2 separate regions of the Ovis aries genome follow, and region 1 is linked to region 2. A link is a contact called in public Hi-C data. All regions are on one chromosome and are shown on one strand. The core of a region is the stretch at or near the end of the contact, and the rest is flanking DNA. Distances in the headings are between cores, read along the strand shown. Region 1 holds the start of BBS10 (Bardet-Biedl syndrome 10). Region 2 has its middle 48 kb from the start of KRR1.

Evidence for each region. Hi-C and Micro-C count contacts between places; a contact is called where the count stands out from the background.
Region 1: a contact with region 2 is called in a Hi-C map of hypothalamus, with 6 times the contacts expected there. The contact joins the promoter of BBS10 here to the enhancer-like site in region 2. A contact is called at or near these places in 3 of 16 Hi-C or Micro-C datasets (hypothalamus and tail adipose tissue).

The regions. Positions count from the first base shown.
Region 1 is chr3:112,311,433-112,317,631 of ARS-UI_Ramb_v3.0, forward strand. It overlaps BBS10 (Bardet-Biedl syndrome 10), which reads right to left and starts at 4,862. Exons shown (of 3, transcript XM_060412464.1): 1 at 4,613-4,862; 2 at 3,927-4,033; 3 at 712-3,254. The coding sequence starts at 4,797. The coding sequence ends at 2,053.
Region 2 is chr3:111,579,727-111,585,785 of ARS-UI_Ramb_v3.0, forward strand. No RefSeq gene overlaps it. Among named protein-coding and RNA genes, the nearest start is that of KRR1, 48 kb to the left of the region's middle. Within about 2 kb of position 2,160, at least 5 of the 54 cell types and tissues checked have an H3K27ac peak or open chromatin away from gene starts, as enhancers often do. A contact at or near this core is called in hypothalamus, where this site is marked.

The DNA of each region.
Region 1 (6,199 bases), core at 3,612-6,111, 730 kb after region 2:
ATGGATTTAGTATAAAAAAGAGAAATAATACATTCTTTCCATAATCACAGAAGTGAAACAGTGTTATCACATATGACATAAGAGGTCCAGAGTGGCTTGGCCCAGACTGTAGGCTAAGATGGTAAAGAATCTTCCTGCAATGCAGATCTGGTTTGATCCCTGGATCAGGAAGATCCCCTGGAGAAGGGAACAGCTACTTACTCCATTATTCTTGCCTGGAGAATTCCATGGGCAGAGGAGCCTGGCAGGCTACAATCCATGGGGTCTCAAAGAGTCAGACACAACTGAGCAACTAACACTTTCACTTTCACATAACATAAACCTTACAAAAATAAAATTTTATTTGATATAAAAGATTTGCAATGATGGAACGTTAGTTTTTCGTGTGTCATCCTTGTGCAAGGGTCCTGCTCACGGTACTGCTCACATTTTAGTCTGTGTGCCGCCCAACTGAGCATGGGCCATTACAGTCTTTTAATATATTGTCAGTCGTTGCTTTTTCAAGTTTCACTGTAATGAAATTTTAAAAACTGGTTTTCCTAAATTTAATTTCAGTCCAACTGGTGTCACTATCCACTACACATTAACCTTTAAGGAAAAGTGCCTGAAGGTAGGAACCATATCTATTTGGTTACTACAGTATATTCAGCATCTGGCACATAGCAAGCACTCAATAAGAATTTGTTGAATTAGTAAACAGGAAACACATAATTAGAACAGATTAAAGAAAACAGTTTTATTCAACAAGCCCTTCTGAATACTCGGTAGGAACATAGTACTGTCTGGGGTGTTACAGAGAAATACCAAAAGTAGATTACTGCCCTTATTCACAGCTAGAATCACAATATTATTTGCATTTATAAACCTTTAAAATATAAACATTAAAAAATTCATATTAGACATAAATATAGCAGTCTCTCGGTATCCAAGGGGGATTGGTTCTAGAACACACCCCCAGCCCCAACCCACAGCAGACACTAAAATCTGCGGATGTTCAAGTCTCTTATAAAAAATGGCACAGCATTTGCATATAAGCTATGCACATAGTCTTTGTACTTTAAATCATCTCTAGATTACTTATAATACCTAATACAATGTAAATATTATGTAAATAGTTGCCGGTGCACCTGGCAAATTAAAATTATGCTTTGGGGAAATTTCTGTAAATTTTTTTCCTGAATATTTTCAATCCAGTTGGTTGAATCCATTGATGTACAACCCACAGATCAAAGAGCCAACTGTAACCCTCAAATTATTTGTTACTACTGAACTATGGCTATGCATCAAATACAAGAAAACCCAACAGATATATGAACTATCTTGCAAGCTGTCAGAGAACAGGAGAAAATGATAGTATGATTTTCATATCCTTTTGGGAATTATTTCAACTAAAGATATGAAAATAAATACAATCCACAAAATCCTATTTATGGTAACATATTCAATGGTGCATGAATGGTGAAAAAAATCTATCCAGGCTCTAAATAAGGGGACAATTTAAGTAAAAAATAATTTTACTTACATACTGTTTGAGAAAAAATAATGAGACTTTTGCTACAGAAATTATGAGTAGGGGAAATAAATTATTTTCAATAAAGCAAATAATATTTTATGAACTAAAGTAGGATGGCATTTGGAGGCTTCATCCAAATCTGAGATTATTCTATTAACTAACTATAGAAAGGCAAGGAAGAAGGGAAGAGTGAAAAAAAGATACAGAAAAGTAAAAGGAAGCTATGAGAAAACACCTTTCCCCCAAACCACAGACTACCTCAAGAGCTGAGACACAGGAACACTGAGGGAGGAAAAAGATCCACTTACTCAGATCTTGGCTTCACTCATCCAGGCTTCCTCCTCAGAACTGTTCCATAATGAATGCAGTCTAGAATATTCATATCTGAATGTCTGGTGGCCTCATATACTTCTAAAGACTTTAAAGTTCTGCTGTTTTCCTAACTAGGTTGAATTAACTTGAAAATCAGTGGTCATATGCCTGCCTTGTTTTATGGCTTGAGTTGGATTAAAACTCTGGTTAATAAAAAGCTTCCAATTTTATAGTTCCTCTTCTGAATCTTGATCATAAACTTCCTGAGGCTGTCTCTTAATACTGATTACTAAGTCAACAGTCAAAATGTTTGTCAAGCACTGAAGAACTGAAGCTAGTAACTGGTATTTACCAGCAACTGATTCCAAACCTGTTTGGTTGCTTATCATGGGTTGATTGGTTTGCAGTGCCTGGAGAGCTCTTACATATACTTGTGGAAAGCTGTAATTTCCTTTCTTAGACTTATACAAGATTTTGGGAACGCCTAAAAGTGCATTAGCTATTATCCTACTAACCATGGTTTGTTCTGATTGCTGGCATTTTTTGGCATAGTTGAGAAGATAGTAATGCAATAAGATCTCAAAATTACCACCCACAGGCAAAACACAACCAGCTGGTATAGATGAGAAATAGTAACTTTGGGAAGTACACATCTCTAGTGACTTATATCTCAGTGGTAAAATGCTGTCCTTTCTAGCAAGTTTTGTAACCTGTAAATTTTCGTAAGAAATCTCTTTTCTAGTATTTTCTGTTTTTGAGTTAGCAGAATTATTCTCAATAAATGGTTCATGGTCATCCATTATCCTCCCTTTGTTTGGGGATGAACATCTCAATGTTTCATCTGTCTGGTATGAATCTGTTACTGCCACTTTTGGTGTTGAACACAATACATTTTTCTCTAATTTGACGCTTGGAACTATCAAATTTGAACATACTTTTAAATTCGTTTGAGTTTTTGCCAGTTCACCTTCGTTCTTTACAACAGTGTCCTGATACGACCTTTGTATTGAGCTGTTAACAATTTTTGGTAACTCATTACTTTCTCTACTATTCTTATATATACGAGGACCTGATGTACAACTTTGGTCACTGGTTTGTGTCACATAATTTAGATCAAGGTCTTTAAATACCTGCCGGAGCATTTTAAATGCGCCATGTAAAGCATCCTCATGTTGTTCAACAAGACCCTGCACCGGTCCACAAAGAACTATACAATGTGGTGTAAATGAGCAGGTGCTCATCAAGCCAAGATGAACATACCTTTTGGATCTAAGGATAAGGGGTTTACAGAATTTCACCAAAGCAGTGTGAGAGAGTTCATACTGAGAAGAGGCCTCTGGTAGTACAAAGGGAACAAGACCAATGACTCTCTGGATAAGAGAAAGTTCTTCAGGTGATAAACACTCCACCACAGATATGCCATTCAGTCCTGCAAAATAAATTACTAAGTCTGGTTGCTTCACAGTAGATAGGAGTAACTTTACATTCTGATTCTGTAAATGTTTCACTATTGCTTTTGTTCTTTCTGTAATCCAAAACTGAGATGTCTGAAACTGTGCTTCTGAATTTAGAATAACCTCTGATCCAGAAACTGAAAAAAGAGGCTGAATGGTTTCTGTTACTATCACTATTCTTATGTCACCATCTGCTGGACAGTGCACAGAAAAGTCTCTCTGAAGCACAAGCCCAGCTACGATCCTGGAATCGGAAACAGGAAGGCCGGTGACACCAACTTTCAACTCAACAAAACAGTCATCCACTAGCTCAAGTACTTCTTCAAAGCTACTTTCACAAGCTGTACACTTGAAAACATAGTCACACATCAACTGAGATATCAGGTTGTGATTATTTCTTCCCACTCTTCCACAAAAGTATGCCCCTAAGAGCATCTCTAAAGAGCCCCTACACAATGTTCTTTCTTTAGTGCCTGAAGAAAAGATGGACAAGAAGTGTCTACTTAAGTAATGGTCCATAACATAGTCTAATATTTGTGTCTGAAATGTTAGAAGAGCTTGGGAAATAAATTTCCACTGACAGCAATTTTTCCAATGCCTTCCACAGGTTTGAATATTTTCAAAAGGGAAAAAATCCTTTTCCTTGCCTGTGATCTCACGAAGTCCTCTGAGTAAATGGCAAAGAAAGATAATAAATGTTTTAGCACCATCTCCTGTTTTTCTTAGATGACTGGAAACACAGGCCACCATCACCCTGCACAAGAAAGAAAGAAAGCAACTCAGATTTTCAGAGGGCTGCCTTTCCACATCTGAAATCAAGTTGAAAGCATGTTTTTACATCTATAAAATGAGAATACTATCTCCTTAATGTACTTAGTTTTTTCCCTTTTAAAATTTACTTAAATATAGGCTGAATGGTTTCTGTTATTTAAAAGGGAAAAACAATAGAACCACCTTTGTGCTATTTCAAGATTCTAGGGTTGGGTCGAGCTGGAAGGAAAGGCGAAATGCTCTTTTCAGTTGTGGAATGTTCCCTGGGACAGTGCTCTAACTCTGAGCGTACACTGGTGTCATCCAAGGCCAGTTTTCTCCAGAAACAGCTCCCGAGAAGCCCCGACCTTTTTACCATCTTCGGGGCTATAGGACCTATAGCTCCTACTGGCAGAATGGCTGGGCTTTTTCTGCTGGGCGAGAGGGAGGTCAGTTTTCCCAAAAAGCAAAATCTTACGGGCAAGAAGTCCAGGGAGATGACGGGAGGTGTCCATCTGGAGTGTGGGACGTGAGTACCTAATTAAAGGATGCTCTAAAGGGCTGGAGCGTGCGTCGCGGGTACCTGGCTACGGGATGCTCTAAATGCAGCGCCTTCAACAGGCGGCCTCCATCCCGGCTGAGCAGCACCTCGCCAGTGGGCTTGGTACACAGAACTTGCCGCCCTTCGGGCCCCAAGCAACCGCTCACGATGGTTTCTAGCACTTCCGCCACATGCAACGCCACCGTCACAGACCCCGCAGCGGCCATAGGCCTTCAGGTTCCAGCAGCCTACGCACGCCGCTTGCAGAAAACCAGGGTTGCCAGGAAGGAATAGAGCGCGGGTACCGCCGGAAGCGGAAGGGGCGGGTAGAAGACCGGAAGCCTGGCAGCTAGGCTTCTTGGTTGGGCGAGGGTCTGCCGTCCCGCCCCACGGTTCGGGCAGTAGGGCTAGCGGTCCAAAAGTCCGTGAAGGTAGAAAAAAGGTCGGGGCTTCTCTGGAGCTGTCTCTGGAGAGGAAGCTGAAAGCCCTTCCCCAGCTCCCGAGGTGAATTCATTCCTTTCCTGGAGGCCTCAGCTGCCACCAGAACCCTCCGTTTCCCAGGAGCTCGGCACGATAATGGAGGGATGGGCCCTGCGGCTAGAATTCGGTTCGTTTCCAACTGCCGTCAAAAATTCGTTCCCAATCCTCTGCCTTGAACTTGTGCATATCCTGTCCACATTCTGCACCAGCGGTTTTCTTTCGTGATGCAGGCCAGATGAGGGCCTGGCCACGGTCACGAGCTGTAGGCTTCATGCGTTCTGAGGGGGCTTTGCCACATTTCCTGGGCTTAAGTATCAACAACATGAAATCCTCGCCACCGCAATTTTCTTTTTCTTTAGCAGAGGTGATAGATGTGAGGACTTATAGGTAATCAATAGTATGCTTTAAAAACAATGACTCAAGATTATTGCACACAATCCGACGGCAGGAGAAAAAATACTGTTAAGCAGAAAGAACATACTGTTTCGTACGTTAAGACACATACCCCTCTCTTTTAAGGATGAAATGGTAAAGAGCATGGGCTTAAGATTTACCTGGGTTTGCTATGCCATTGACATATCTGTGACATTCTCTGTCTCCACTTTTTTCATCTTAAAAGAAAAGATGGTGATATGTAAAAAACCTTTTGAGGGTGGCAGTGGACAGTGCTTACAAAGCTGTGGGATTTTTTTTTTTTTGCATGGTGTGTCAGAAGTACTAAGCACTCAACAAATACAACATACTCAACAAATTACCGTCACGTGTCACCAGGGTAGGAACCCACTATTTCCACAAGAAAGGGATATTTTGTAAGGTTAAAAAGAATGATCAACCCAATACTATACAACTATATATGAGTTTGGTCAACGTCAGTAAAATTACCTTTTAGATGTTTCATTGAGGTTGAACAGTGAGGGGCTATTTTCCCTACCCTTTACTCCTGTGTATAGGACAGCAGTGATGGGACTAGATGCCATGATCTTCGTTTTCTGAATGTTGAGCTTTAAGCCAACTTTTTCACTCTCCTCTTTCACTTTCATCAAGAGGCTTTTTAGTTCCTCTTCACTTTCTGCCATAAGGGTGGTGTCATCTGCATATCTGAGGTTATTGATATTTCTCCCAGCAATCTTGATTTCAGCTTGTGCTTCT
Region 2 (6,059 bases), core at 910-3,409:
TTTAGAAATGCAGGCATTGTGCTCGCTCCATTGTTTTGCATTTTACCAAAATGCTCAGCGGACCCGTGCTGGGGCACAAGCCCCCTTCTCCGGTCTATTCGGCAGTTTGGATGAGCTGGTACAGATAAAGACACACTTTCTGTCAGAACTTTTCTTACTAAGAGGTATTTTAATTCATGTGAGTAAACGGGTCAAAAATTTCTCCCAGGAAAAGTCCAGGGTGGTTTGGTGGAAGGCAGTTTGCAAATGCTAGATCTTAGCTCAGTTCAATTGCTCAGTCATGTCCAACTCTTTGCGACCCCTTGGACTGCAGCACGCCAGGCTTCCCTGTCCATCACCAACTCCCAGAGCTTGCTCAAACTCATGTCCATTGAGTTGGTGATGCCATCCAACCATCTCATCCTCTGTCGTCCCCTTCTCCTCCTCCTGCCCTCAATCTTTCCCAGCATCAGGGTCTTTTCCAGGGAGTCAGTTCTTCGCATCAGGTGGCCGAAGTATTGAAGCTTCAGCTTCAGCATCAGTCTCTCCAAATCCTGCTGCTGCTGCTGCTGCTAAGTCGCTTCAGTCGTGTCCGACTCTGTGCGACCCCAGAGAGGGCAACCCACCAGGCTCCCCTGTCCCTGGGATTCTCCAGGCAAGAACACTGGAGTGGGTTGCCATTTCCTTCTCCAATGCATGAAAGTGAAAAGTGAAAGTGAAGTCACTGAGTCGTGTCCAACTCTCAGCGACCCCATGGACTGCAGCCCCCCCCCCCCCCCCCCCCCCCCGGGCTCCTCCATCCATGGGATTTTCCAGGCTAGAGTACTGAAGTGTTGATATTTATTCTCCCCACTAGAGGGCAGTGCTTGAAAGGATTACAGTCCTTACCTCTGAAGTTAATACAACGGACTGGAACAAACCCTAGTATTGTTACTTCCCCTAACCCACGCAGAGAGCACATAAAGATTTTATTTCTTTGAAGGAAAAAGGAGAAAGAAATATGTTTGCTCTAACATGACGCAGAAATCAATGATGATGCTGTCTTAACTTGCTGAGCTTGGAGAAAGAGAAACGCTAGTAAAATTTAATACTCTGAATCATCAAAGGATAAATGGAAGAAGACATCTTTATAAATGTAAGTGAAATCCTTTTATGATAAACTCTTAAAGATGGAATATTGCGACCAAATGCTCAGAAAAATAATCTCTGTTGCTTTGGTTTGATTATCATTAGAATTTACTGGAATGAACAACTTAGTTCAATAAGCATCTTTTTTCTTTTGTCAGTATAATGGTTACACAGGGTGTATGGTGCAAAATACAAGCTCAAAAAATACATACTATTATGTAATGGTTAATCTTTGCCCTTTGAAAAAAGGATGAGTGCTGAAAGGGCAGAGTTGGTATTCAAAGATGGATTTAAAAGCTGCGGAAATTTGCTAAGAACACCTTGGGTTACCTGCTTGAATCTTCCAGAGTGTCACTAATTAGAAAGGCTGTTAAAGTGGAAGCATTGTTTCCTTAAACCATAATTAAAGCCCACGGTTCTCGGGTCTTGACCTCTGCTTTAGCGAAGATAACTGGGACCCTGAGGGATTCACTGAGAATTCTTACTTTTCAAAACAATCTCGTGAGGTTGGGGGACAGGAGGAATACACTGAGAGACTAAATCAGCAGTTTATCAAGGGGCTCCCAGTCCAAACCACCTCATTTTTTTTCTGGTCAGCCCAGGCGATTCACTGTCAGCAAGTAGATACTGAGTGCTTACAGAGTCACAGAATGAGCAATTTGTGGAGAGCCTGGAGCAGTGCTGGGTCCTATAGGAGGTTCCAAATTTTAAATCTTTTCCCTGCCCTGAAGGATAAATGAATATACTCAACTTCACTGTGAAAATGGAAAGAGTTCAGGTGTAAGGGTGGGGCTGGAGGGCACTTCTTGATTCACCAAATTCAATAAAGCAGAAGCCCTCCCCTCTAAGAGCTGCCAACCTAATGGAGAAGGCACCCTGACACCCGGTTAACCTTCTGTTTCCCTAGCTGCTCTGTGTTTATCTGAAGAGTTTTTATTCAGAGAACAGTATGTGTTCATTCTCATTGTTTGCCCTTGACTTAAAGGGAACAGTCCTGAAGACACCCCAAGGAAGATCGTTAACAAAAATCACCAGAGTCTGGAAGATGATTCTTATTCACTCTCCGGGAGCTGTGTAGACTCTGACGGCCCTGCCCAAGGCAATAACTACTCTCTGCAACACCGACAGTTTTCCTCTTTGTAGAATGAAATTACAGAAACACCCACGTCACAGGATTCAGCATGTGGATGGACAGGAAATAAGGGTAGAAGCCACTCTGATGAGCCTCACAGAGGTCTTTCTGTTCGGGACCCATTGCGATCTTAGAGACTTCACTCATTTCAAAGCAATAGGCTTTATTCAGCCTTCATTTTGGGTGTGCAAACATTTAGCCCCAGATAAATGGAGGCTCTATTATCCACATTTCAAATGGTTTTTAACTTTAAAAGCCTTAAAGCAGACTTTTTTCTGGAAATAGGCTTTTTTTTTTTTTTTTTCCCTTTTGAAATGAATTAGCTGCAATTATAGAATGCTGGACCTGGAAGAGATTTCAGAGATCTTTTACATACATACACACTCCCGATTTACAGAAAAGGAGAGAAAAATCAGGCTGTTTTCCCTAAGTCAAGAGCAAATTTTTAGAAGCGCTGGAACCATGTTTTCTGATTCTCAGCCCTGGGGTTGGTCAGCTGAGAGCAACAAACACAAGATGTGAATCAGATACAAAGAAAAACTGACTTTAAGGCTACCACATCGCTCAGGGAGGTCTGTTTGTTCATGATTTCTACATTATATAGCTAGCTATTTCAGAAATACAGCTACAAGAAATATTGAAGTACCAATATAAAGAGGAATGAAAAACCAAGTGTATAATTATTCTGTGCAGTCACCAGCCCATCAGGTATTTTCAGTCTTATCAAAATCAACATGGCAATAAAATGTCTCCTTGTCCTTCCAACTTCCTTATTAAAAGGCATTAAATTTGTTTTTCTCACACAGAGAAAGATAAGGTTGTTAATTGTAGGAACTGCTTATCAGCAAAAATGTAGAATAGCAGGAGAGTCATTTGATGGTTTAGCTAAGAAGAAAAAGCAATGGAGGAAGGAAGGAATACAGAATAAAGAAAGGCTCAAGGAATGAACATGGAGTCAATGTTCATAATGAATTTAGTATCTGTAAATGGAAATATTTCCTAGAAAGTATTCTTTGTATTTTGTAAAAAGGAGATAATATAAAATATAGAAGTATGAACATATGTAAAATTGCCAATTAAAATTAAAGGAATAAACTGAGAGAGCAAAGGACAGAGGAGCCTGGCATGCTGCAGTCCATGGGGTCACAAAGAGTTGGACACGACTTAGCAACTGAATAACAACAACTTTTGCTAGGACAAATGAAAACTACCACCCCGACTTCAGGATGATCCTGGCAAGATTGTGCATGACTGGGGTGAACACAAAGTGTGAAGGGAAAGGGGCCTCAGAGTCTACTGCAAACCTGAGTCTCATAAATCCTGTCAACAACTGGAGTTCGGAGATGTCTTAGGTTGTAAGAAGTTTATTTCACAGTGGCTAAAATAAAAAAGCTGCACTAGAAAGTAAGAGATTATCTTCTCACAGAAAGAGACAAATGAGTCCAATTCTGTCCACCTCCACCTGCGTGCAGAGCGCTGATGCTAAATGTGCAGTCAGCTCTTGGCTCTTGTGTTTTCTTCCCTGTCAATGAGAACACTTGCAAAATGGATTTTCAGTACTAAGGGTTAGTCCATAACCTCAGTCTTAGAAAAGACCGCATCAAGCTTGTGGCATTTCATTTCTATGAATTTACATGTCATAGTCCCAGGTTTTTACTTCCTCCGTAAAACAAGTTAGTGTAAGTCACTGGTATGGATACAAAGATTTTCAGATTAATTAATCTAAAACATACACATGCGTCTAATTAATTAATCGCAACTCCTAATCTAGAGGAACAGGTGCGATGTCTGGGTATTTGGGGGCCATTATTCCTTTATTGAGCTTCCCCAGTGGCTCAGGCGGTAAAGAATCCATCTGGAATGCAGGAGACTGCCAGCAATGCAGCAGACCTGGGTTTGATTCTTTTATTATTAATTCTTTTACTTTTTTAAGCAGGAAGGAATATTTTAAATATAATTGGGTGTTGGTGAAGAAGGGTTTAAATTCACAAAGCCTTATGGCTGGAAGCAGCATTTTTTAATGTAGAACTGCACTGTTCTATGTACACCACCTGTCTTTCTAACTCTCCACTTACCTATCTGGAGTAGTTTTCCAAAACTCTTTCAGCTGTAGAATCCTTTAAAAACTCGTGTCTAAAAATGTAACATTTTTTTAAAAAGACACTCTGGCTGTGACTGGGGAGAAACCCACATAGGGGCTCTCTGTACACCACCTGTTTGTCTAATTCTCTACTTACCAATCTGGAGTAGTTTTCCAAAACTTTTTCAGCTGTAGAATCTTTTAAGAAATCGTATCTGAAAATGTAACATGAAACAAAGAGACTCTGGCCAGTGACTGGGGAGAAACCTACTCGGAGCGGGTTCTGTCCCACTGCTTGCACAGAGGATGGTGGCGACTTGAAGCAATGCGTGACCCTGTGGCAGCTGCTTCCGGCAGTCTCAAGGGGAGGTGCTTGCAAGCCAGCCTGTGCAGCAGTCATCAAACAGGCTGCATCAGCCTTTGCCAAACCAGAGATCATTAGTAATTCATTCCCATTAATTAATAAAATACATACTCCTCCTTTTTAATATGTACTGACCGGAAACACTGTAGCAAAATTAGCAGATACTCTAAATTATGGATCCTGTGTGTTCAACAACCTCCAAATCATAGCTCATGCATTAAAAAAGGACATCTTCTGAGTCCATGATGAGTAGAGAAGTTCAGGAAAAATCTATTAGCTATTTATTAAGAAAGTATCTCGGTTTCTGTTCTATACTCTGATGGAGGGGATGGAATACTCTTGCTTTATTTGCTTGCGTTTTTATTTCAATATAAACAGCCATTTTGATTGGTGAATATTCGTATAGTTGGCCAAACGGTGTTGAATCGTGTATTTGAGCCAGTGTTGGCCAGGGACTGTGAGCTCTCAGAGGATGAGACCCACAGCTGCTAGACATCAATTCTCAGCCAACTGCTGTGTGTTTCAGGCACCTAGGGATGAGATGGTCTTGGAGCCAGATCGCTTTCTATTACTTCCTGTTCTTCCTTGTTCTCCCTCTGGTCCCCATTCAGACTTTTTAATAAATGCAAACCATATCCCTCCTTTAAAATAACTGCATCTGCAGAACTTTCCTCTTGAGCATCTGTCATGCAGGACTGAAAACTCCAGAAAATGCAGATGATATTTGGGTTTTAGCTAAAATAATTTTAAGAGACTTGGAAGGCATGGGGCCCCACTAGTTGAACTTCACTGGCACAGTGCTACTTTTTTTAAAAATATTGAACCTTAGAACTAGCTCATCAGATCCTTCCAGTAAGCTCAGCTGATCAGACTTCAGTTCCAATGACAGCATATTGTACTAAGTGCTGGAAACAGATGAGATAGTGGGTAGACAAGTTATGATTCTCTATAAGAATGGAAAAGCCAGGGTGAGTGTTTGTAAACACAGGCTCAACACTCCTCTGAAGCCCTTGAAGATTACATTTGATTCCTGGGTGCCTTCTAGATCAGAAAAATAAAAAATCTATTCTTTAATTGCTATTTCAAGGTAAGGAGTCTTTGTGCGTTCAAAAAAAAAAAAAATCCTTTCGGATTCTCACAAGAGAAGTTCTTTGAAATTTATGTCTCTCAGTAAATTTGGATTGGTGCATGAGTCTCAGGCAATCTAGTAGTAATTTTCAGCTGTTGGACAATCAAATCAACCCTAAATTAATGAATCTTTTCATGTATCTGTATTGGAAAGAAAGGGGTAAAAGAGGGTAGAGGGGTGCAGAAGCTATGGAAATTGAGTACCACTTATTGTCAGATTCAAAAGTCCTTACAGCTTTAAATGAGCA